7 separate regions of the Mus musculus genome follow, and regions 1, 3, 4, 5, 6 and 7 are each linked to region 2. A link is a contact called in public Hi-C, HiCAR-type, HiChIP or PLAC-seq and promoter capture Hi-C data. All regions are on one chromosome and are shown on one strand. The core of a region is the stretch at or near the end of the contact, and the rest is flanking DNA. Distances in the headings are between cores, read along the strand shown.

Region 1 (3,086 bases), core at 20-2,519, 1.5 Mb after region 2:
AGGAAAGCTGGAGAGAATTTAAGAAAGAAAATACAGGGGTCTCAAAAAAAAAAAAATGGCGCATTGGGTAAAGGTGCTTGCCACCAAACTGCTGACCTGAGTTTGATCTCCAAAGCCTACATGCTGGAAAGAGAATAGATGCAACACAAACATTGTGTCACAAATGCGCGCACACGCACACGCACGCACACACACACACTAATAAAGGGCCAAGAGTGGTGGCACATGCCTTTAATTCCAGCACTCCGGAGGCAGACACAAGCTGATCTCAGTTCAAGGGCAGCCTGGTCTACATATCAAGTTCCAGGACAGCCGTGAAGCCCTGTCTTAAATATCAGAGAAAGGGAAAGGAACAAGGGTGCTTTCCCTCTCTGTGCCCACTGGTTCTTCTTTGCCTCTGACTTCACATTAGGACCGCCTGTCTGGATGAATGGCACTCTTTCATTTGTACATTTGTGTGGTCCGGACAAGAGTGTCACCTACTTTCGGAGCTTCTTGTACAGTAACAGTAATGAGCTCAGAGAACTGGCTACAGGGAGGATGGCATGAGGCCTGGTGCACGTGGAGCAAAAGGAGGAGGGCGTGCTGTGACTCCCAACTTTGTCCCACCCATCCTTCCGAGTCTCTGCTATCTCTGACTCACTCTCCTGCAGTTTCCCCTTCCAGCGACATGTCCGTCTCCCCACCACATCTCATTCTTTCTGGTGTCCTCACCTGGGGCTCACTCGCTGCCCGTGCCTGCCGCCACGGACCCCGCCTCAAGCGTGGCGAGCTGCAGGCGCACGCGGCGGGAGCCGGAGGAGGAGGGCTGGGGCGCGCGGTTCGCTCTGCGTGCTGAGCGGAGACCGGCTGTGGTCCGGGGACTGGCGGTGGCGGGCGCCGACCAGCGACGGGACAGCTTGCGCGCCAGGCGGGCAATCGCCGAGGGTCGTAGGCCGTAGTCACGCTCCAGCTCCTGGCGCGAGATCTCGATGTTGCCGGTGTACCAGAGAATCCAGCCCAGCAGGCTCAAGAACACCAGCAGCGCCCCAGAGTAGATGAGCAGGTCCCCGAAGTCGCGGCCGCGCACCTGCAGCTGCGCGAACACGCCGGTCAGCAGCGCCGCCATGCCCGCCACGTCCAAGGCCACGGCCAGCAGCAGCGCCATGCGGCAGCGGCCCAAGCCGGCCGCTGGAGCCGGTGCGGGCGCGGGTGGGGACGAGGCGCCGACCGCGGACGCCTGCGAGCCGCACACCGGTGACGCTGCCGCCATGGCCCTCGGTGGCCCGCCGCCGCCTGCTCCCCGACAGCGTCCCGGGGTGCGGCTTCCCGGGGCGGAGTTAGGGCCCGGCGCCAGGTGTGCCCAGTGCCTGCATGGTCACCTGAGCTCACAGCCTGGACCTGGTGGCCCGAATGAGTCTCTTGTGTAGCTCAAAGGTCTGGGAGGATCAGCGGCGCACGACCCTGTCCATTAAGCAGTGCCAGATGACTAGGGCCAAATTTCAGGGTGGCATAATGTAGCTAGATAGTGTTTCTACTTAGTGCCCGTCTCCCGAGGGCTACCTGTACCACCAAGTCCATAGTGAAACAAAATGGGGATCAGAAACAAAAAACCGGGCATGTTGGTATGTAGCTCGCTTGGTGGAGTGCTTGCCTACCATGCTCGAAGTTCTTGATTTCATGCCCTGCACAGCATAAAATCCAACAACAGCAACAACAACATTCTCTGGAGCACAGAATCAGCAGCCAGAGCCCTGAAGCTGTCTCCATGCTTGTCTTTTGAGATCTCTTGTGAGTGTAGGGCCTTGTTAACCCAACCTGGGAATACAATGAACCCATCTCCCAGGTGCCAGCTGACACCTTGTGTACACAATATACTGAGCTCAGGGCTCTGTTAGTGCTCAGATGTTAGCCTGACAAGACCTGCCTTCCTGTTCCTAGCCACAATTCCCGAAGTGCTCAGGAAAGGTGTCCCTGAGGAGATGGCATAGAAATTGTAGCTTTAGCCTGACAGTGGTGACCCATGCCCTTAGTCCCAGCACTTGAGAGGCAGATCTCTTGATTTCGAGGCCAGCCTGGTCTATAGAATGAGTTCCAGGACAGCCAGGGCCACACAGAGAGATCCTGACTCAAGTCAAACCAAACCAAAACTGTGGCCTTTTTGCTATTATTTTTTAAAGATATATTTATTGTTATATGTAAGTACACTGTAGCTGCCTTCAGACACATCAGAAGCCGGGCGTGGTGGCGCACGCCTTTAATCCCAGCACTCGGGAGGCAGAGGCAGGCGGATTTCTGAGTTCGAGGCCAGCCTGGTCTACAGAGTGAGTTCCAGGACAGCCAGGGCTACACAGAGAAACCCTGTCTCGAAAAAAAAAAAAAAAAACAAAAACAAAAAAAAAACCAAACAAACAAACAAAAAAAACAACAACAAAACAGACACATCAGAAGCATCAGATTCCGTTAGGGATGATTGTGAGCCACCATGTGGCTGTTTGGAATTTGAACTCAGGACCTTCAGAAGAACAGTCAGTGTTCTTCCCCACTGAGCCATCTCACCAGCTCCAACTTAGAGAGAATTTAATGGGTATGGCCAGGTCACTCTGGAACTGAGAGGCATCATGGCACAGGCAAATGGTTGGGCCAAGCCATGGTCCACACTAGGAGGACCCAACAGCTATTATAGGGAAGTCCTGATCTTCCACACATCTACCCCTTAAATGAGTTCATTCTCCCTGGGGTGGGAAACCTCGAGACAGTTCTGAACAGAACTAGTTCTCCCAAGACTCTATCTAGTTTCAGAGTTGGAGAAAACTGAGGATGATGGAGGAGAAAAATCACATTTTCCACCGTGATGCTGCCATTGGTAGCCTGCAAACAAACCATCCGTGAGCCTGTGAATAGCATAAAGGAAACACACTTGGACACACACACACACACACACACACAGACTAGCTGCAGTGGGAGTGTATGTGAGTATGGCCCAAAACATTATATACACATACAAAAATGTTATGTAAACCTACTTTATGCATGATTAAATGCTAATAAAACATTAAGAATGACTGTGGTGGGCTGGAGAGATGGTTCAGCGGTTAAGAGCACTG
Region 2 (2,734 bases), core at 115-2,614:
GACTATAAACCTCTCCAGTCTTCCTGGAAGGTAACCAGAAGCAGCCGCCGGGAAGAGACAAGCAGCCGCAGCCGCCACTAGGCCCCGCCCAGCAGCAGCAGAGCAAGGCCGCGCCCGGGACCGCTGCAGAGCGGGGTGAGTGAGTGCAGCCAGGAGGGAGGGAACCAGGTGTCCTGGGTCTCCGCCCTGCCCAGGGGGCCAGCATTGGGACCTTTAGGAGAGACCTAAAGGTCCCTCCAGCATCGCGACCTTCAGCTTCTTTTCCCATCTGGCTCAGTCGAGTTCTTTCAGGCCCTTAAATCCGACTTTTTTTTTTTTTTTTTTTCCCAATCCTGCATCTCTTTCCTGCTTTTGCCCCTCTCCTCCCGGTACTATAGGGCCCGAGGAATCCTTCCCATATGATAGAACCTAGAATCCAGAGCTCCGGGCCCTAGCCCTGTCCTCATAAAGATTCTGAGTCTCTCCCTTTGTCCTGAAGGCAGGAATTCAGGCCAAAAATAGCGTGCCCTTCTAGACTCAGGCAACCAACCAACCAACCACATATGTTTTGAAAACTGAACGCTCAGAAATCTGGTACCCTCCCTCCAAATTTCCAGGAATTTAGCTACTATCCATCATCCTTTCGCGTCTCCTGGCTGTGATCTTCTGAGACTTGGCCCAAGGGTCCTCAGGCCATGATTACAGTGTAATTGGAGATATGGCCCACTCTCTATGCAGACCCCTAAACGAAGGAATCTAGTCTTTGTTTTTTGGGGGTGGGCCCTCACTAGTCAAGGTAGCTTAAGCTCAAGGCCTGGCACCCTAAATTCTGCTTCAGGTAGACAAGACTCCGTTAAACAGAGGTCTAGCTGACCCTCAAACTGCTGGGACCTGGATGTGTAAGATTTCCTTTTTCTGGGTATCGTGGGGGAACTGATAGACAGAGGCGTGGGGCGGAGAGCGGGAGAACTGAATGAGAGGTGAGACTAGGCGTGGGGACCCGGCTTAGTGGGGGGGGGGCGACGACTCTATCTGAAACAAATCATAAACAAGTACGTTTCTATGGCAACAGCATTCTCCGGTCTACCCTGAAGATTTCTTTCTAGAGCTATGACAGGGAGGATAGCCCCCAGGAGACCCCACCCCTCCAGCTGCTGTGTCTTCCTGTTTTGTCTCCACGGCTACGGTGACCTCAGCTCTGCACCCCCTCACTGGTAGGGCGGGAGATCCAGGACGCTAGCCTTCTGGGGGCGTGGTGTGGCATTAGCCCCGCCTTCGGGGCCTACCAGGGATAGCCTGAATGAAGGGAAAGTCCCTTTTCACCGCCCTAGCCAGGCCCAAACCCCGCCCACAACCCCTCCCTCGCGCGCTCCTCAGCTGGCCAACTCCACCCAGTCCTAAGACCCTTTTGGTCTGCAGCTGTCGTCCTTGTTTGTGCTACAGTCGCCACTGCCTGGAGAGGTAAAGCTGCAGGGACCCCCAAAGGGAAGGAGTTGTGGTCCAGGATCCTTGGTTCTAGAAAGAGGAGTGGGCACGGATTCAGGTGTCTGGATCCCTAGAAACACTGCAGTTGGACCAGGACTCAAGCTCTGGATGAAAGGCTGAACATCTGAGCTCATACAGGTCATACATGGGAAAGAAGAGGGACTGGGGAGTGGGCACGTGGGTATGAGGAAGGACGGTGGTACTTGGACCCTTGAGGCTGAGAGCGGTAGGATGGGATCTAGACTCCTAGGTCTGACCAAAAAGGTTTGGGATCTGTATTTAAGATGGGTCTCAGGGAGGAGGGCAGGATTCAGACCTTAATCTGGAGGAAGTTGGGGGTCTGAATTTGTTCTGAGGGAGAAGGTACTGGAGTTTGAATTGGGACGGAAGAAGGGAGGGGCTGGGATCTCGACTCTTGGTTTGAAGACTCGGAAAGATTGAGTATAGATCCCTGAATCCGAGAAGATGGAACTCCTGGATGCTTATACCTGGTGCTTATACCTGGAGGGACTCAGGAGGGGAAAGTCCTTGTTCTGACCCTCCCAGAGGCCTGCACCCGCACTAGAGTATGGGGGGGGGGCTGGGGGGAGGGAGGTAGGAATCTTTGAAGGCTTACGGCTGAGCCCACCACTGGTGTGAGGCGTGGCCTGGAGTCTGTTCAGGGCTGTGCCCAGCATGTGCCCTGTCTGTGGAGTGATGGATGACCTCAGGAGTGTGGCATTGGGGATGGTAGCAGGGGTGCTGGGTGTGGCCCTGAGAGTGGAACTAGACCTAGGAGGAAACTCTAGGGGCGTTTCCTCACCCTGCTTATGTCTTTAGCTGAGCATTCCTGAGCAATGACTTCAAACGATGCTGGAGGCCTCTATCACTAGTTCCGTTACCTCTCCTAAGGTCTTCCTTTCTTTCTATTCCTCCTTTCCTAACTTTTCTCCCTGACAGAAGGATTTATGCTGGACACTAACCCGCCATTTTTGTTTTTGTTTAAAAAATTTTAAAGACAGGCTTTATGTATATAGCCTTTGTAGTCCTGGAACTCGCTATGTAGACCTGGCTGGCCCTGAACTTGTAGAGATCCGTCTGCCTCTTCCTCCTAAATGCTGAGATTACAGGCGATCTGTTGCCCACTTATTATAGTGCGGGGTGCCTGGCTTCCCAAAAAAACCAATCCTGGTGGGAGCTGGGGGTTTCTGCCTTTCTGTCTCAACTCCCAAGTGCCCTGGAGGCTTCTAGTTCCCAGGGAGAATTGCAACTCCTGCATGAGTTCTTGCCT
Region 3 (3,040 bases), core at 79-2,578, 1.2 Mb after region 2:
CTTTTATTCAAAACCTGCCTCGTTTCTGCCCGCGCGCACGTGGGGGGGGGGGGCGGGGGAGGCGGGGACTGACACACTCCGGAAGCGAAACCACTCCCCCAAAGCTCCGCCCACCCAAGCCCACCCACTGCGACCTCATCATCACCTTCAACTGAAGTTTTCTGGAGGCGGAGATCTTAGACTTTTTCTGCCAAGGTGATATGGAGAAAGGTCAGTGTGAGGTCCCAAAGTGGACACTGGGTGGAGCTGCAAGGCATCACGACCCACTCGAGTGCATACCCATTCGGGTCAGACATTCTTCAACCAGAACGCGGAGTCCACTGGAAGCCACGCTCCTCGGTCCCATCTACCAATCTTTGTCTCCGACTAGAGCTACGCACTGCCTATCTATTCACTGCTAACCACTACGCTCACGCCTAAACCTTGCTGTAGGCAAGTTCCCCCCAACCACAGGCCGCTGTCACCAAGCCCAACCTGAACCTTTCTGAAATTCTGCCCCACCCATAGGGCTCTGCCCATCACCCTACCACCCCTTTCCAGGGCCTTGGTCCTGCCCCCTTCTGGGTCTCAGAGGATTCTTGAACCCAGAAGCCCATCCTCTTGGACCCCGCCCCACCTTGGCGTGTGGCTCGGTGGCATAGGCTCGGTAGTTGGCAGAGGAGCGGCGTCGGACAGGAGCAGGCGCAGGCTGCGGTTCCCCAGCCTGGAATTGAAGCAGGCTACATCACTACCCAAACCCTCCCATCCAGCCCTTCCTGGATACCTCACCTCTAGCGGCAGGTTCCCCTGCCCACTGGTCCCCAGTCCTCTCCCTGCAGCACCCACTCTGGACCGAAGGTTCCCTACCCCACTTCTTAGCTCACAGCTCACCGCATCGCTGCTCCTGAAGAGAGAGAAACCGTGAAGAGGAAATCACTGATGGTGGTCCCCTGACTCTTGAACCCCAGGAGTCTGATTCCCAAATTCTTACCTCATTTCTACAGAAATCCAACCACCCTTGCCTCCTACTCTCTCAGGACAAGTATCCAACCTGGTTGCACCCTCAAGACCCACCGCACCTCTCCCTGTTGAGGTCTCCACCCCAAGGCTACGAAGATTCACATACTCATCAGCCATGATGATCTCCAGAGGCAGAGAACAGGATCGGAGATTCCTGGAGGGTCCTGGAAGGGTGTCCCTGGTGACCTTGGAGGTCTCTAGAGGTTGGGTTTCCTCTGGGCTGCTCAAGCCTCACTGAGGACACTGAGATAAGGGGCGAGGACAAAGACTAAATATACTGCTGTCTCCTCCCCTGCCCAGGATAAGCGATAACAGGGTGTGAGGGGAGCCGTGTGCAAAGCTCCAGTTGGGTCAACCAAGGTGCCCAGGATCTACACCCCTCCTCCTTTGACTCTAGCGCCCCAGCTCCCTCCTCCCTCAAACTTAGGAAAACCCGGAGCAAGGTCCCTCTTCTCTCAAATCCAAGAGTCTAGACTTCAGCTTCCCATGTTCATACCCAGAAATCCATGCCGGCCTTCTGTCCTCACACCTAGGTCCCTCACTGAACTGCAGTCTTTCTGGGACCTAGTGTGTCCTTTCTCTCCCCCACGTTTCTGTCGGTTTCAGTGGCCCTGGCATGTTTAGTTTGAAGGATCTTATCCTTCACTCCTGTGAAATTCAGCCAAGCCCACTTGCAAACCCACAATCGGGACCCATCCCTGCTGCTCCCACCCTTCTTGGCACTGGAGACCGACTGAGGACAGGACACACAGAGGTGACCCTGCGCTTTTTATTTGAATCACATTCAAGGAAGGCTATGCCCTTGTCCTTCCCAAAAGCAGCATGTCAAGAAAGGCCCAAGACAAAAGAGAGGATCTGGAGCCCAGGGTTGTCCCTTCAGCCTTCGATCCTTGTCAGGATAAGTCTCAGATAACAGTCTAGGACCCATCCCCCACCCTCACCCCTACCCCCCAAATAGTACAACCGAGAGTTCCAGGAAAGGAATTTGAAGTTCTAGTCATATCCCTGGGGTTGAGAAGGAACGCAGAGTAAAACCGCATGCAGGTGGGCTGAGCTGGTGATGTCAATCCCTGGGCCTGCTTCAGCAGTTAAAGGTGGGCTACGTGGTCCCTGGGGTTCATGTTACATGTTTTGGAGGTGCATTCACCCAGGACGTTGCCATAGCTTCCTGGAGTGGGCTTATCACTTCCGGAGGAGAGGCCAGGTCGGCTTGGGGAAGGCTGATTGCTTCTACAGGCAGGACTAGCTTAGCCTGGGGTGGGCTCATCGCCTCTAGAGGTGGGATCTGGTCAGCTTTGGATGGGCTCAACGCTTCTAGAGGAGGGGCCTGGTTGGCCTGGGGTGGACACATTGTCTCTAGAGGTGGGGCCAGGTCAGCCAGGGGTGGGCTCATCGCCTCTAGAGAGGGGGCCTGGTTAGCCTGGGGCGGACTTATCGATTCTGGGAGAGGGGCGCGGGTAGATTCCACTTTGGAGGGCGCGGGTCCAGATTCCACAGCTGAGTCTCCGCCACCCGGAGTGGAGTCCCCTAACTTGTAGAACCTCGCAAAAGTCTCCGAGGGTTTGGTTGCAGTGTGAGGGGCGAACCCAGCCACCCGCGCTATCTCTACAACGCGGTCAGAGAACGCCTTCAACTCCTTGGGCCGCAGGTCCACCAAGTACCTATGTTGGGAAACTGTGTGTGAGGAGACCTGGCTTTTGGCCCAGCTGTGACCTTCCCACCCCACTCCTCTGGCTCACCGAGCTAATTCCACAACCAGGTTCCCTCCGGGGGCCACGCAAGCCCCGAGCTCAGGGCTGAGAAGATGGACCATCCTAAGGAGAGAAAGGACTAGGAGCTGAGATACACAGGTGGGGACGGAGGTCCAGAGCAGGATGGAGACTGCAAAGCTTAAGTTCCGGCTTCTGACAACGAATAAACTGGGGCCCAATCCTAGGTCTCTTACCCACAGGACACGTAGAGGAGCTGGAACCGGCCCTGGTAGCAAGTCTTGTGGTGGAGAGTCTGCGAAGAATCGAGAGGCAGAAAGTGGATAGTGAAG
Region 4 (2,775 bases), core at 18-2,517, 1.1 Mb after region 2:
CAAACAACAAGCTTAAGAGTCTACAGTTAAAATTACACAGGAATTGGAGAGATCCTGATCCTAGGTCACGCTGGTTTTCTGTGGCAGCAGCTAGCAGCTTTTCATCCCACTCTGTCCTGAGCACTTCGGGGCTAACCAAGACAGGGTCTGCCAGGGTTTCCACTGGATCACAGCCACTGTCCAGCACACAAGGTGTCCACGGCTGCCCTTTCTGAGTCTGGCGAGAGCTTCAGACCCACACCATCCTTAAGGGAGCAGTGACCCTTTGCAGTTTGCAATCAAGAGCTGTCTGGTTCATTTGGTTGTCAACCTGACATTCGTAAAAGACAGAGAGAGACCCTCATGTGAAGAGCTGCTTAGACCAGACTGTCCTGAGGGATTGTCTGTGGAGCATTTTCTTGATTGCTAGCTGATGTAGGAGGTAGACGCCCACTGTGGATGGTGCCATCCTTGGACAGGTAGGCCTGCACAGGTACCTGGGACAGGCATAGTAATACATGCCTTTAATTCCAGGCATGGCAGATCTCTGTGAGTTCAAGGCCAGCCTAGTCTACATAGCAAGTTCCAGGAAGGCCAGGGTTACAAAGTGAGACCCTCTCTGTAAAAAAAAAAAAAAAAAAAAAAAAGATAATAATAATAATAATAAAAATAAAAGCAAGGTACCTGACATATGCCTGTGAGCACACCTCCATTGGTATCTGCTTCAAGTTACTGTCCTGAGTTCCTGCCCTGGCTTGCCTCTTCCATGATAAACTATAACCTGTGAGTTAAATAAGCCCTTTTTCTCCCCAGGTTGATTTTGGTCATGGTGTTTATCACAGCAACAGAAAGCAAACTAGAACAACAGCCAAGTCAGAGAGGAGGCAGGAGTATATAAGGGCCCACAAAAATCTATAGCTATGCCTGCTCTTTAACAGTAGACCAATCAGTCCACCACAGCAGCTTTGGTGTCCACTGTCTTTGGACACTGCCCATAACCAGAGTGACTGTCTCCCCTATCAGCCTCCCCTTTTAGATTCCTAAAGGAGGCACCTGATGGACCATCTCCCCAGTAACCAACAGAGTACATGGACCTGCCATCCCCTGAGCCAGTGCCTACCTGTGGTCCAACTCAATGTAGCCAGCTAACGATAAATGCTAGAACTAACATTGCCACCTAGAGGATGATGAGGGCATAGCAGCCAGCATCCACAGACTTGAGTTCTAACAGTGCAACACTGTCCCTAAAGGATGATGAGGACATGGCAGCCAACATCCACAGTCTTGAGATTCTAATAGTACCAATACTGCCCCTAGAGGATGATGAGAGCATGGCCAGCAGCAGTCTTGGTAACACAGCTCCATCTGGGTCTCTGAAGGTTATCTGGGAATGGCATGTCCTCTCCCAGGGGATCCATGAGCCATGGCCAAGCCCACCAAACGGGCACTTTCCGTCCAAAGTCTGCGGGCTACTTCCTCATCTTCAGCCTCAGGAGATGGAGCCTTCTCTCTGAGTCCATCAAAGTACTTCCCCGAAACATTCTCCAGTTCTTCTGCCACGGCCAGATATGTGCTGGGCTGGGCCGCCAGCTGGGGACTCTTGAACAGCAGCCAGAAGAAGGGCCCTACAATCAACCACAGAACAGTCAAAAATAAAAATCCCCTGCTCCACCCTCAGGGAACCCAAAACCCAGCCTTGGAGGCTGGAAGCTGCCCTGAAGTCCCAGGGAACCTACCTCCAGGCCTTTGTGTCTGCAGTTCTCTCTACCTAAATGGCCCGTCCCAGGCAACACCCCACAAATTCCTCCAAAAGGAGAGATGAATCCAAAAGCGGCCTCCTATAGGAAGCCTCCCTGAGTGTTCCCAGAAAAATGAAAGCACATTTTCCTCTATTCTATGTATTGTTCCTAGAAATAATCTTTTCCTCTCAGGCAGGGCATGTGTCTCAGGCAGAGCATGTGTCTCAGGCAGGGCATGTGTCTCAGGCAGGGCATGTGTCTCAGGCAGGGCATGTGTCTCAGGCAGGGCATGTGTCTCAGGCAGGGCATGTGTCTCAGGCAGGGCATGTGTCTCAGGCAGAGCATGTGTCTCAGGCAGGGCATGTGTCTCAGGCAGAGCATGTGTCTCAGGCAGGGCATGTGTCTCAGGCAGGGCATGTGTCTCAGGCAGGGCATGTGTCTCAGGCAGGGCATGTGTCTCAGGCAGGGCATGTGTCTCAGGCAGGGCATGTGTCTCAGGCAGGGCATGTGTCTCAGGCAGGGCATGTGTCTCAGGCAGGGGCATGTGTCTCAGGCAGGGCATGTGTCTCAGGCAGGGCATGTGTCTCAGGCAGGGCATGTGTCTCAGGCAGGGCATGTGTCTCAGGCAGGGCATGTGTAGTCCAGGTTGGCCCTGACCTCAACTCCCTATACAGCCAAAGATGAACTTAAATTCCTTCCCTCTGCCTCTATGTGCAGAGTGCTGGGAGGCAAATCCCAGTGTTTGATTTTATGTGGTGCTGGAGATCAACCCCAGGGCTCCAGAAAGATAGCCAAGCAGTTCGCCAACTGAGCGACATCTCCAGCCCTCGATTCTGTGGTCTTCTCACGCTAAAATTCTTAATACATGCCCACTAAGTGACTCGGGCATTATGAATGCCTGCCACAGTGCTCTGTTGACTCAGACTACATTCTTGTACTTCTTCTCTCACACCGTTGATCCCAACCGCAGCCTCTCCTCCCTTCACTCTCCCAGTTTGCCTTCCTGCTTTCCCTCTCCCTCAGATCCACTCCTCCTCTATTTCCCTTCAGGAAAGAG
Region 5 (2,883 bases), core at 280-2,779, 1.7 Mb after region 2:
CGTGTGCCACCACCGCCTGGCATATATATATTTAATGATTTGTTATTTATTTACTTAGAAGGTTTCACTATGTAGCCCTGGCTGGTTTGGTACTTGCTGTGTAGATTAGTTTGGCCTAGAACTCACAAAGGTCTGCCTGCCTCTGCCTCCCAAGTGCTGGGATTAAAGGCGTGCGCTTGCCATCAAGCCCAAGTATTTCATGTTCTGTTCTGTGTGAGAGCCTGCATGTGTGTTCACTGTGTGTGTCACTGTCCATGGAGGTCAGGAGTGAGGGTCAGATCCTCTAGGAATGGAGTCACAGGTGGTTGTGAGCCTCCATGCGGATGCCCGGAACTGAACCTCTAAAAGTGCAGCCAGGGCTCTTAAATGCTGAGCCATCTCTCCAGCCGTATCCCTTGATTTCTTAACCCTGTTATCCATGATACCGAATTTTTGATGGATCCTTGTTCTGGCATTTCCCCTTCTTGACCCAAATATACCACAGACACGGTGGTACCTCTCCTCTGTACTAGTTAAAAGTCTCATAATTCCCCCCTTAGAATGAAAAACACCACTCAGAGGTAACCCCTGTTCCTGCTTCTGCCCCTCATTATCCACCTCTTCTAGAGCACCCTAAATGGACTTTGGAAAATGCAAATGAGGTCATGACATTTCGCCACTCCAAGTCCTCCGATTGCACTTAAAACCTCGTGTCCTTCCTATAATATCCAACACGATCTGGATCCTGCTTATCTCACTGACTACATTGCAACCATAAGCCGGCACCCAGCTGACTTCTGCCATTTAAATTTAGCTTGCTCCACCCCCACTCTTAAGTGCACCTTTTATTTCTCTTATAGGACATATTACAATACTCTTTATCGTCACTTTTTCTCCTCATAAGACTGCAAGTTGCAAGAGGACGCAATCGTTGTCCATTTTGGTCCCCTGGAGCTTTAAATGTTTGCTGAATGAACCAATATTTTCAGTTACTTTCCAGTTACTAGTTATAAGTTCTAAAGTCATCCGAAGCACCCATTTCTCCTCCCTTGGGCATTTGTAAGGCAGTCAGTCCTTGTATCATCACATGCCATCCCAACACGGTGACCGAATTATAGCTCTCCTTTGGGGTCACCTTCCCAACCATCCACTAGCCCTATAATTTCCCTGGTGCCCCGCCCCTCTTAAGATGCCACACTTCTTTATGCAAGCTCCCTTGTCCTCTCCCTGGACCCAACCAAGCCCAAGACACAAGCTGTCTTCAAGACCCGCCTCAACCAGGCCTCGCTCCTCATTCCCCATAGGCTCCTCCCTAAACCCCGCCCCAGAGGGTTACCATACCCCCGCCCAATTGTTCTAGGCCCCGCCTTGACCCCGCCCCTTGCCCTGCGATCTTCTTCGCTGTGAACCCCCGGCCCAGACCCCTTCGTCGCCCGCACCAGGTCCGGCGGCTCCGGGGATGGCGACTCCCGGGTCGGTGAGCTCGGAATCGGGGGATCCGGGCGCGCGGCGGCCATCTTGTACCTAAGCCCGGTCCCTGAGGGCAAAGATTGCTCCGCGAAGGGCGGGGCCGGGCTGGCGGCGCTGCGCAAGCGCGGGGCAGGTCGACGAGGGGCGGGATCATAACCGGTAGATGAGCGGGGCCCTGGCGGGGTAGGATAGGCGGAATCCGGCAAAAGGTCTTCAAAACCTGTCGGTCCTCCGCATGGGCTGACTGAACTTGCAGCTGGAAGGTCGGCCACACCCTAGCGACGCATTCCAATGTCTCCCCACTTTTTATTGTTTAGGCATGTTTTCACTATGTATTCCTGTCTGGCCTAGAACTCTCTTTGCAGACCAAGATGGCCTCGAACTCACAGAAATCTGCTGGCCTCTGAGCCATAATGATCGGCCTTCCAAATCCCCTTTTAAAACTAACTGCAGGTGAGCCCGAAGTTTGCTTATGTGAACTTAAAGGCATGGGAGATTCTAACGTTTCTGAGGTTACTTTCAATTCATGGTGCAAAAGGTAGCGGTTCAGTTTATGAATGGGAGGTTTTCTAAGTCTGTGTCAAGAATGAGACTCATTCGGGAGTGGGGGGTCGGGGAACCCGGAAAGGGGATAACATTTGAAATGTAAATAAAGAAAATAACCAATTTTAAAAAAAGAAGGAGGAGGAGACTCATGAGCTCAGGTAAGATTCCAGACGGAAGCTAACCCCTCTCAGTTGCTGTGATGTTTGGGAGAAAAGAGCTCAAAGAGGGTTTTCGGCAGCACTAAGGACAGGGCTCTTTTGAGAGTTAAACTCACTCTAGGGCCTGACTTTGTGACTTGATAAGTCAGGACACTTCTGTGATCATCTCCTCCTCCTCCTTTTTTTTTTTTTTTTTTTTTTTTTTTTTTTTTTTTTTGAGACAGGGTTTCCTTATGGGATTTTCTTTCTTTCTTTTTTTGTTTTTGTTTTCGAGACAGGGTTTTTCTGTGTAGCCTTGGCTGTCCTGGAACTCACTCTGTAGACCAGGCTGGCCTCGAACTCAGAAATCCACCTGCCTCTGCCCCCCCCAGTGCAGGGATTAAAGGCATGGGCCACCACTGCCTGGCTTCTCTTCCTATTTTCACTCATTCCTTGTTTCCTACCTTCTGACTACGCCCCATACAGTAAGGTGACCTCAAACTTATGTAGTCTATGCTGGCCTTGAACTCTATTTTGATTTTTAAAGGTCTCCTCCTCCTTCCTTCCCTCTGTCCCTCTTTCCTTCCTCCCTCCCTTCCTCCCTCCTCTTCCTTCTTTCTTCTTCTTCTTCCTTCCTTCCCCCTCCCCCTCCCTCCTCCTCGTATGGGTGCTCTGTCTGTCCACCACTTGTTTGCAGTACTCATGGACATCTGAGATGGGGAAGTTACAGAGGGTTGTTAGCTGTCATCTG
Region 6 (2,753 bases), core at 244-2,743, 1.4 Mb after region 2:
CAACCAGGTCACTTAAGGCCCTGGACAGCAGCTCCAGCCAAGCCATTCCACCCTTGCCCTCTTAACACTTCAACCCACTCCATCCTGGCTCCCTCAGTGTTCCCACCTTCACATATTTGCACGCGGTGTTTCTTCCACCTGGAAAGCTCTTCTTCCCACTCTCCATCTGTTAACTCCCACTCAGCCTTCCTCGACAGAAAAGTCACCCATCCGGCCGGTCTCACCAGTCTCTCCCACTCTGCGGCCTGCTGCCACAGCACCCTGGGTTACCACCATCACAACACACAGTAATTGTGACTGTCCAGCTCTGCCTTTGGCTCCCTGAGTAGATAAAAGTACCAGGGACTTCCACTGACCACTCCCTCCTGGACCCAGCAACCAAGTTCTGCCCTCAATGGGCCTCATCTCACAGAATACCCAGTAGCGCACCAAACAGTGGTTCCAAAGTGCCTCCTCACCACAGGAAACTAGGGACAAACAGGGACAGGACAGCCACAGCCAAGGCGAAGGAAAAGACCTGTTTAACCTTGCCTTCCTGAGCAGAGGGTGAGAAACAAAAAGGTCAAGAGTCCACGAAGGCTGGTGAGAGTGAAAAGAGTAGGTAGACACAGAGGTGAGCACAAAAGAGCAGGCAAGAGGAAGGAAAGAGAAAGGCACCCTAGAGGAGGAAGACTACGACAGGGGGGACAGGGGAGTGGGCCCAAATCCCAAGAGAGCTGAGTCAGAATGATAGGTGGAGGTGATGTAGATCCCAGTGGGAAGAGATGGGGGCTGGGGGCTGCGGGGAGAAGAGTCTAAGAGACTTAGAGAGGGTCCCCAATAGACGAGGAAGACGGGCTGGGAATGACAGCGAAGTAGACACAGGCCCGGCGACAGGAAATAGACTTGATGATACTGGCAAGTGGCTAAAAGACTTAGGGAGTGAAAGGGAGGATACTAAGAGACTCAGGGGCGCTCAGGGAGATTTGAGGAAAAGACTCCGGATTAGAAGGCGCACGCCCGGGAAGGCAGCTGCGGGGCTCACCTGCGCGGGGGGGCGGCGGCTCCTCGCACTCGGGGCTCATCGGGGCGCCCCTGCCGCCCCGCCGCCGGCGGCTCCGGCCCTGTCGAGGGGCCGGCTAAGAGGGGCGGGGGCGGCGCCGGTGGGCTCGCGCAGGCGCCCGGGCCGGAGCTCGCGAACCCGCGCAAGCGCCCTCCAGTCACAGGGAATCCCCTGCCTCACCACCGAGCTTCGACGAGTTCGGGTCGTCGCGAAAAAGTAGGCGCACTCGTTCCACCGCAGAGCTCCGTGGCCGACGCGAGGCCCGCGCAGGCGCCTCCGAAGCAGGGCGACGGGGGAAGTCGCCGCGGGTTACACACTGACACGCCGGCACCCGCGGGACAGGAAAAAGAAGCCTCCGCAGCCCGACGGGTGCAGAATTGCACCGAGAGCCGACGCCCGTCCCCTCGGCTTTACTGTCACCCGAAGCGGCTGGGTCTCCCCGGCCCCAGCCGTCCACCTTAAGGCCTCCGACGCAGGGCTACCTCCGCCACTGTCCCACAATGCCCCGAGCGCGGGAGGACGCAAGAAGACAGGCTCCGCCCTCTCGTGGTCGCTCTCCGTGCGCAGGTGCGCGAGAGGCCGCTAGGTCGGCCTGGCGAGGCGCGTGCGCGGTGAGCGCTGGCGCCCAGAACCCGCCCACTCCGGAACTCCGCGGCTGTCCGTGCCCACGGTTGCCAATGTTCTCTCCCTGAATAAACCTAGAGGGCCCAGTGCGCAGGCGCTGCTGCAGCCAGAACCCCGTTTTCTGTGACTACATTCCAAAATCCGCTGAATATTCGGTTCTAGGATCTTTCGCCCTGAAAGCTACCTTCGGAAATCCGATTGTTATTCCGACTCCTTCAACCATATTTCTTTGACTCGAGTCAACTCCTAAGAAATCCATTCCAACTTTTCGTCCTCACGCGAAGCTGGTTGCTTTTGTTCAGTCGGGTTCGTCCCGGATGCCTAAGCGTCTGCCGAGGTTTTCTGGCTGACCTCCTACTCAGGCATTTGCCCAAGCCGCGTCTACTGTTGCCAGTTGCTGCACAAAGCCTCCTCTTGTAACAACCGGGAGGAACCCCTTAACGCCGGGATTCAGTCACTAAAGGGCCTTTTCTAGCGCTGAGCCTCGGTTTACCCCAACTTTCATCCCCTGCTCCTTCGTGCCCGTTTTAGAGGTCAGCTGTAAGGACTAGATAAATGCATGTAAGAAACATTAGTTTTCCTTTTTTAAAACAGCAGATTAGGACTTTATATTTCGGGGACATTTCACGTCAGTCATTATTTTGACTTTCAAGGGATGTAGATATTTTTCTCCACCCCTTCTCAAATGGCTTTAATGGACTTGCACAGATTAACACCTGTCAGTAATTTTTTTCGTCTTGTCTCTCCTGGGCTGTGCTGCTTTTAATTTTTGTTCGATCTTGTATCAACTGAGTTCTGTGTAAGAGAGCACCTTCATATTAAAAGTGAACACTAGCTCTGCTCCCTGTCTCCTTTAAGTTCAGCCTGCCCCCCCCCCCCACCCCACCCCCAATTCCAGGATGGGTCTTCTCTCCCCAGTTAGACCTTTCTGGAAACTCATACACACACTGGAGATGTGTTTCCATGGTGATTCTAAATCCTGCCAACTTGGCAATGAAGATTAACTTTCACACAAAACTTCAAGGATGTCGAGCTGGCTTCATGGGCAAAGGTGGCTGCTGTGCAAGCCCATAACCTGGCTCAACTT
Region 7 (3,106 bases), core at 12-2,511, 1.8 Mb after region 2:
GAGGTTGGGGAGGGTAGGGTGTAATTAGCCCCAGGAGGCAGAGGTGGGAAGCGGAGCAGTAGGAGAAACTGAGGTAAGACGACTTTAAGAAGGCAGCGCCTGGGGCATTGATTCAATGAACGTTTAGCTGAGCCAGCCCGGAGGAGGTACCGGGGCGCTGGGTAGACTCTTTTCCGCCTGCCCGCCAGGGGTCAGGAGATCTCTCGGAGGTGTCACATTCGGCGCTTGCGCAGCAGGAGCAGGGGCGGACAATTTAACGCGATTGCCTTGGCAACCGGGAGAGAGCAGTCAGGTTTAACCGTCTTGAAGTTAGTGCCTTGGGGGCTGAGGTTGGCGGTGGGGGAAGGGGTGTGTGGGAGGAGATCGGGCGCACGCGCAATGTGGATTTAGAATGGCGGATCCTCCGGAGCGCTGAGAAAAACGTGCCCTAGACCGCTACGCAGGCGCAGAAACCCCTCTCCAATCACCGTGCGCAGGCGTCCCAAGCTGAGCTAACAACCTCCGCAGCGGCCTCGAACACCCTTTGTCGCACTGGCTGCTACTGTCCCACACACTTTCTCTGGCCTTCCGCGAGGTCAGTTTTTTCAGTTTTCTCCTAGAGAGCTAGGGACCGAAAGCTGAGACCCCGCCCCCTCCCCCGTAGCTATCTGGCCCACCTCCCATCAGTCCTCCCTCCCTTTTCGGGTCTTTAAGCCGAAAGGAGCCGAAGCAAGAGCGGAAAGAGCCGAACTTCCCTCCTGGGCGTGAGACCTTCCCGAAGCAGTGGCGGAAGGGACCGATATTCTCCGGAAGGGGCGGAGTGACCCTGTGGCGCCTCCGGAAAGAGCCGAAGACTAGAATCGGGCTTAATCTCTAGAGGGGCGGTGAGCGAGCGCTGGAAACCTTCGGAAAGAGCCGAAGGCCCGGACGGTTAGGATTGTTGGAAGTGACTGACCGCTTGGACAGGGTCGGCGAGGGGTGGGACGGATTTCCAGAGGAGGCCAGAGACAGACGGTTTGAGTTGTAGGAAAATCCGTGTCTTTAGAGGGGGCTGGTGTCGGGGAACGCGAAGACTCGCGGAATCCTCCGAACGTTGAAACGCTAGTTTCCGAAAAGTTACCGAAACTCGGGCAGCCGGCATAATCCTCGCTTCGGGTGATTTTGACGGCGACCGCCGCCTTCCGACTGCTCCGTCCGAGAACAGCCGACAGGCTTCGGAGCCGAGCTCGGGGAAGTTCCGGGGGGGGGCGGGTCGGGCGGGACGAGGGGGTGGAGCCTGGGAGGGGCGGGGCTTGGGGCTTGATTAGGTAGGCGACGGAGTGCCGGCGGGGGCCGGAAGTAGCCGAAGCCAGCGGCGGAAGTAGCCGGAGCGGGCGGGCGGCAAGGCGAGGCGAGAGCTGCACAGGGCCCTACGCGGCCGCCTAAGCATGTCGGACTTCGACGAGTTCGAGCGGCAGCTCAACGAGAATAAACAAGGTGAGGGCGCCGGGGTTGTGGGGTGGCTTCTTGCTTCGCCCTGTGCCCCCCCGCCATTTCCCTCTCTTGTTCGCTTCCCTAGGGCCGCACGCTACCCCCCCACCCCCCCGTCCGTGCCGCGCGCGCCGAGCTCACGTGACCTCCTCTCGGCGCTGAGGGAAGGGGTGGCGGGCGAGGCTCAGGGCGCGTGCGCGCCGCAATAGCCCGCGCCCACGTGGTCTCGGCGGAGGCGGCGCGTTTTGTTAAGTAGATGCCTTGAGAGCGCGCGGGATTCCGTAATGTGAAGCTTTTCTGTTGTCGTTTTAAATTTTTGTCTTTTACTTGAGAAAGATGAATTTTGGTCTCTAAATTCTGTCATTTTCTTTTGCTGCCTTGGCACTTCCGCTTCCGGTCGTGCGTACTTTTCTTTTCTCCACGCCCCCTTTGTTTCCAAAATGGCGGTGGTGAATCAGCCCCCCCCCCTCCTTTCCTTTTCCTTCACGTGGACTGGCAGTGCAATCTCCCGCTGCTTGTAGGTTTCGAGCCTGTTCATATTTTTTTGATTTCTCCAGAACTCTCCTACCTCGATGTTTCTGTCTCCGTCTCCGTCTCCGGCTTTGCGGTGTCTTAGATAAAAATGTGTCCTACACTTGTTTGCCCGCCAAAGAGGGAAGTCTGCGTTCTTTGTGCTCCTGTTGAGCATAAATCATGTATGCCTTGGGGCTTTTTTTGGCGGCAGACAATATCTGTTTTCCATATCCCTAACAATCCCTAAACTTATCGGTTTTAGGCAAAGCCCAGGTCCTGTATCATTCCAAACTCGGGTACCTAAAGCCAGTTACACTATAGGGATTGTAAAATATTCAACAGAATGGGGAAGAGGGAGCTGGCCCATTAACAGGTTAGTGGAGGCAGGTGCTCCCAAGGTAAGATCTTGTACTATGAATTTGGATCAGAAAGGCAAGCAGGCTATGTTGGTGCTGGCGGATTTAGGGATACCGAGGAAAACGTTGATTTACAAGACATTCTCTACAACCTCTTCTTTTTTGAGACCGAAGAGTTTAAATTTCTTGAGGGTTGAGACTTAAGCTGTCTTGTGTTGGGGCACTGGATGAGACCTTGAGAATTATTTGAAATGAAGCTGGAATTGAGGAGAGAGTAGCTAAAACAGTACACGTGGAAAAGTAATTATTCTGAGTGTCCTTGGTGAGCTTTTCTGCTTTGAGTAGTGTATTGCTTTAGAGTATAGGGCTTAGGGATTGAACATACCTGAGTTCAAATACCTTCATTACTCTTTATCTGACAGTCTAATCTGTTACCTGTATGCTGATCATCGATGCTTTGTTTACTGGGTTTTTGAAATTAGTGGTACATACTGACTATAGTTGTAATTAAACTCCTTCCTTGTCAAGGCAAGGAAATTTGTTAAACTCTTAAAATCTGCTTTTTTCTGAGAAGGTTTCAGGTTTCTGTGTAGCCCGAGCTGTCCTTGAACTCACAGAGATCCTCTTGCCTCTGCCTTCTGCTTGAGGTGTGAGCCACCACCACCAGGCTCTAAACAGTTCTAAGTGAATTACTTGTAACAGTCTTCTGAGGACAAAATAGTTTTCTGTTTATTGAGCAGGAAACTGAGGCTCATTTAGTTTTTATTTTTATTTTCTCTTAAGAGAAA

The links. Hi-C and Micro-C count contacts between places; a contact is called where the count stands out from the background. HiCAR-type assays count read pairs that join an accessible place to other places. HiChIP or PLAC-seq counts read pairs in DNA pulled down with a chosen protein or histone mark. Capture Hi-C pulls out chosen DNA fragments and counts their contacts.
Region 1: a contact with region 2 is called in a Hi-C map of B cells, with 7 read pairs. The contact joins the promoter of Tmem238 here to the promoter of Myadm in region 2. A contact is called at or near these places in 5 of 39 promoter capture datasets (cranial neural crest, liver, pre-B cells and 1 more), 1 of 484 Hi-C or Micro-C datasets (B cells), 2 of 115 datasets of contacts at active chromatin or transcription factors (embryonic stem cells and pancreatic cancer cells) and 1 of 9 other capture datasets (liver).
Region 3: a contact with region 2 is called in a HiCAR-type map of embryonic stem cells, with 4 times the contacts expected there. The contact joins the promoter of Tnni3 here to the promoter of Myadm in region 2. A contact is called at or near these places in 9 of 39 promoter capture datasets (the 3T3-L1 cell line, HPC-7-derived erythroid cells, cranial neural crest and 6 more), 4 of 115 datasets of contacts at active chromatin or transcription factors (embryonic stem cells, extraembryonic endoderm stem cells and pancreatic cancer cells) and 1 of 9 other capture datasets (liver).
Region 4: a contact with region 2 is called in an H3K4me3 HiChIP or PLAC-seq map of embryonic limb bud, with 7 times the contacts expected there. The contact joins the enhancer-like site here to the promoter of Myadm in region 2. A contact is called at or near these places in 3 of 39 promoter capture datasets (the HPC-7 cell line, hippocampal neurons and pre-B cells) and 4 of 115 datasets of contacts at active chromatin or transcription factors (astrocytes, bone marrow-derived dendritic cells, embryonic limb bud and 1 more).
Region 5: an HNF4G HiChIP or PLAC-seq map of pancreatic cancer cells shows a contact between it and region 2. The contact joins the promoter of Zfp784 here to the promoter of Myadm in region 2. A contact is called at or near these places in 3 of 39 promoter capture datasets (frontonasal cranial neural crest, hippocampal neurons and maxillary cranial neural crest), 1 of 484 Hi-C or Micro-C datasets (B cells) and 2 of 115 datasets of contacts at active chromatin or transcription factors (bone marrow-derived dendritic cells and pancreatic cancer cells).
Region 6: a FOXA1 HiChIP or PLAC-seq map of pancreatic cancer cells shows a contact between it and region 2. The contact joins the promoter of Ppp6r1 here to the promoter of Myadm in region 2. A contact is called at or near these places in 4 of 39 promoter capture datasets (cranial neural crest, frontonasal cranial neural crest, hippocampal neurons and 1 more), 1 of 484 Hi-C or Micro-C datasets (cardiomyocytes), 1 of 115 datasets of contacts at active chromatin or transcription factors (pancreatic cancer cells) and 1 of 9 other capture datasets (liver).
Region 7: a promoter capture Hi-C map of adipose tissue shows a contact between it and region 2, with 2.8 times the contacts expected there. The contact joins the promoter of U2af2 here to the promoter of Myadm in region 2. A contact is called at or near these places in 5 of 39 promoter capture datasets (cranial neural crest, hippocampal neurons, liver and 1 more), 4 of 484 Hi-C or Micro-C datasets (LSK cells, muscle stem cells, myocytes and 1 more), 3 of 115 datasets of contacts at active chromatin or transcription factors (astrocytes, neural progenitor cells and pancreatic cancer cells) and 3 of 9 other capture datasets (adipose tissue, liver and macrophages).

Annotation. Positions count from the first base shown.
Region 1 is chr7:4,788,291-4,791,376 of GRCm38.p6, forward strand. Tmem238 (transmembrane protein 238) reads right to left here and starts at 1,270. Exons shown (of 2, transcript NM_029384.1): 1 at 715-1,270. The coding sequence starts at 1,252. The coding sequence ends at 722.
Region 2 is chr7:3,289,191-3,291,924 of GRCm38.p6, forward strand. Myadm (myeloid-associated differentiation marker) reads left to right here and starts at 1,365. Exons shown (of 3, transcript NM_016969.2): 1 at 1,365-1,440.
Region 3 is chr7:4,521,200-4,524,239 of GRCm38.p6, forward strand. It overlaps Tnni3 (troponin I, cardiac 3), which reads right to left and starts at 1,329. Exons shown (of 8, transcript NM_009406.4): 1 at 1,106-1,329; 2 at 871-883; 3 at 617-703; 4 at 146-187. The coding sequence starts at 1,116. Dnaaf3 (dynein, axonemal assembly factor 3) reads right to left here. Exons shown (of 12, transcript NM_001033548.3): 10 at 2,945-3,040; 11 at 2,739-2,813; 12 at 1,734-2,660. The coding sequence ends at 2,117.
Region 4 is chr7:4,426,199-4,428,973 of GRCm38.p6, forward strand. It overlaps Rdh13 (retinol dehydrogenase 13 (all-trans and 9-cis)), which reads right to left. Exons shown (of 7, transcript NM_175372.4): 7 at 1-1,604. The coding sequence ends at 1,360. Among named protein-coding and RNA genes, the nearest start is that of Rdh13, 18 kb to the right of the region's middle. Within about 2 kb of position 1,268, at least 196 of the 459 cell types and tissues checked have an H3K27ac peak or open chromatin away from gene starts, as enhancers often do. A contact at or near this core is called in embryonic limb bud, where this site is marked.
Region 5 is chr7:5,036,917-5,039,799 of GRCm38.p6, forward strand. Zfp784 (zinc finger protein 784) reads right to left here and starts at 1,530. Exons shown (of 2, transcript NM_001039532.2): 1 at 1,419-1,530. The coding sequence starts at 1,496. It also overlaps a transcript of Zfp580 not described here.
Region 6 is chr7:4,657,457-4,660,209 of GRCm38.p6, forward strand. Ppp6r1 (protein phosphatase 6, regulatory subunit 1) reads right to left here and starts at 1,494. Exons shown (of 24, transcript NM_172894.2): 1 at 1,025-1,494.
Region 7 is chr7:5,060,882-5,063,987 of GRCm38.p6, forward strand. U2af2 (U2 small nuclear ribonucleoprotein auxiliary factor (U2AF) 2) reads left to right here and starts at 1,262. Exons shown (of 12, transcript NM_133671.3): 1 at 1,262-1,455. The coding sequence starts at 1,407.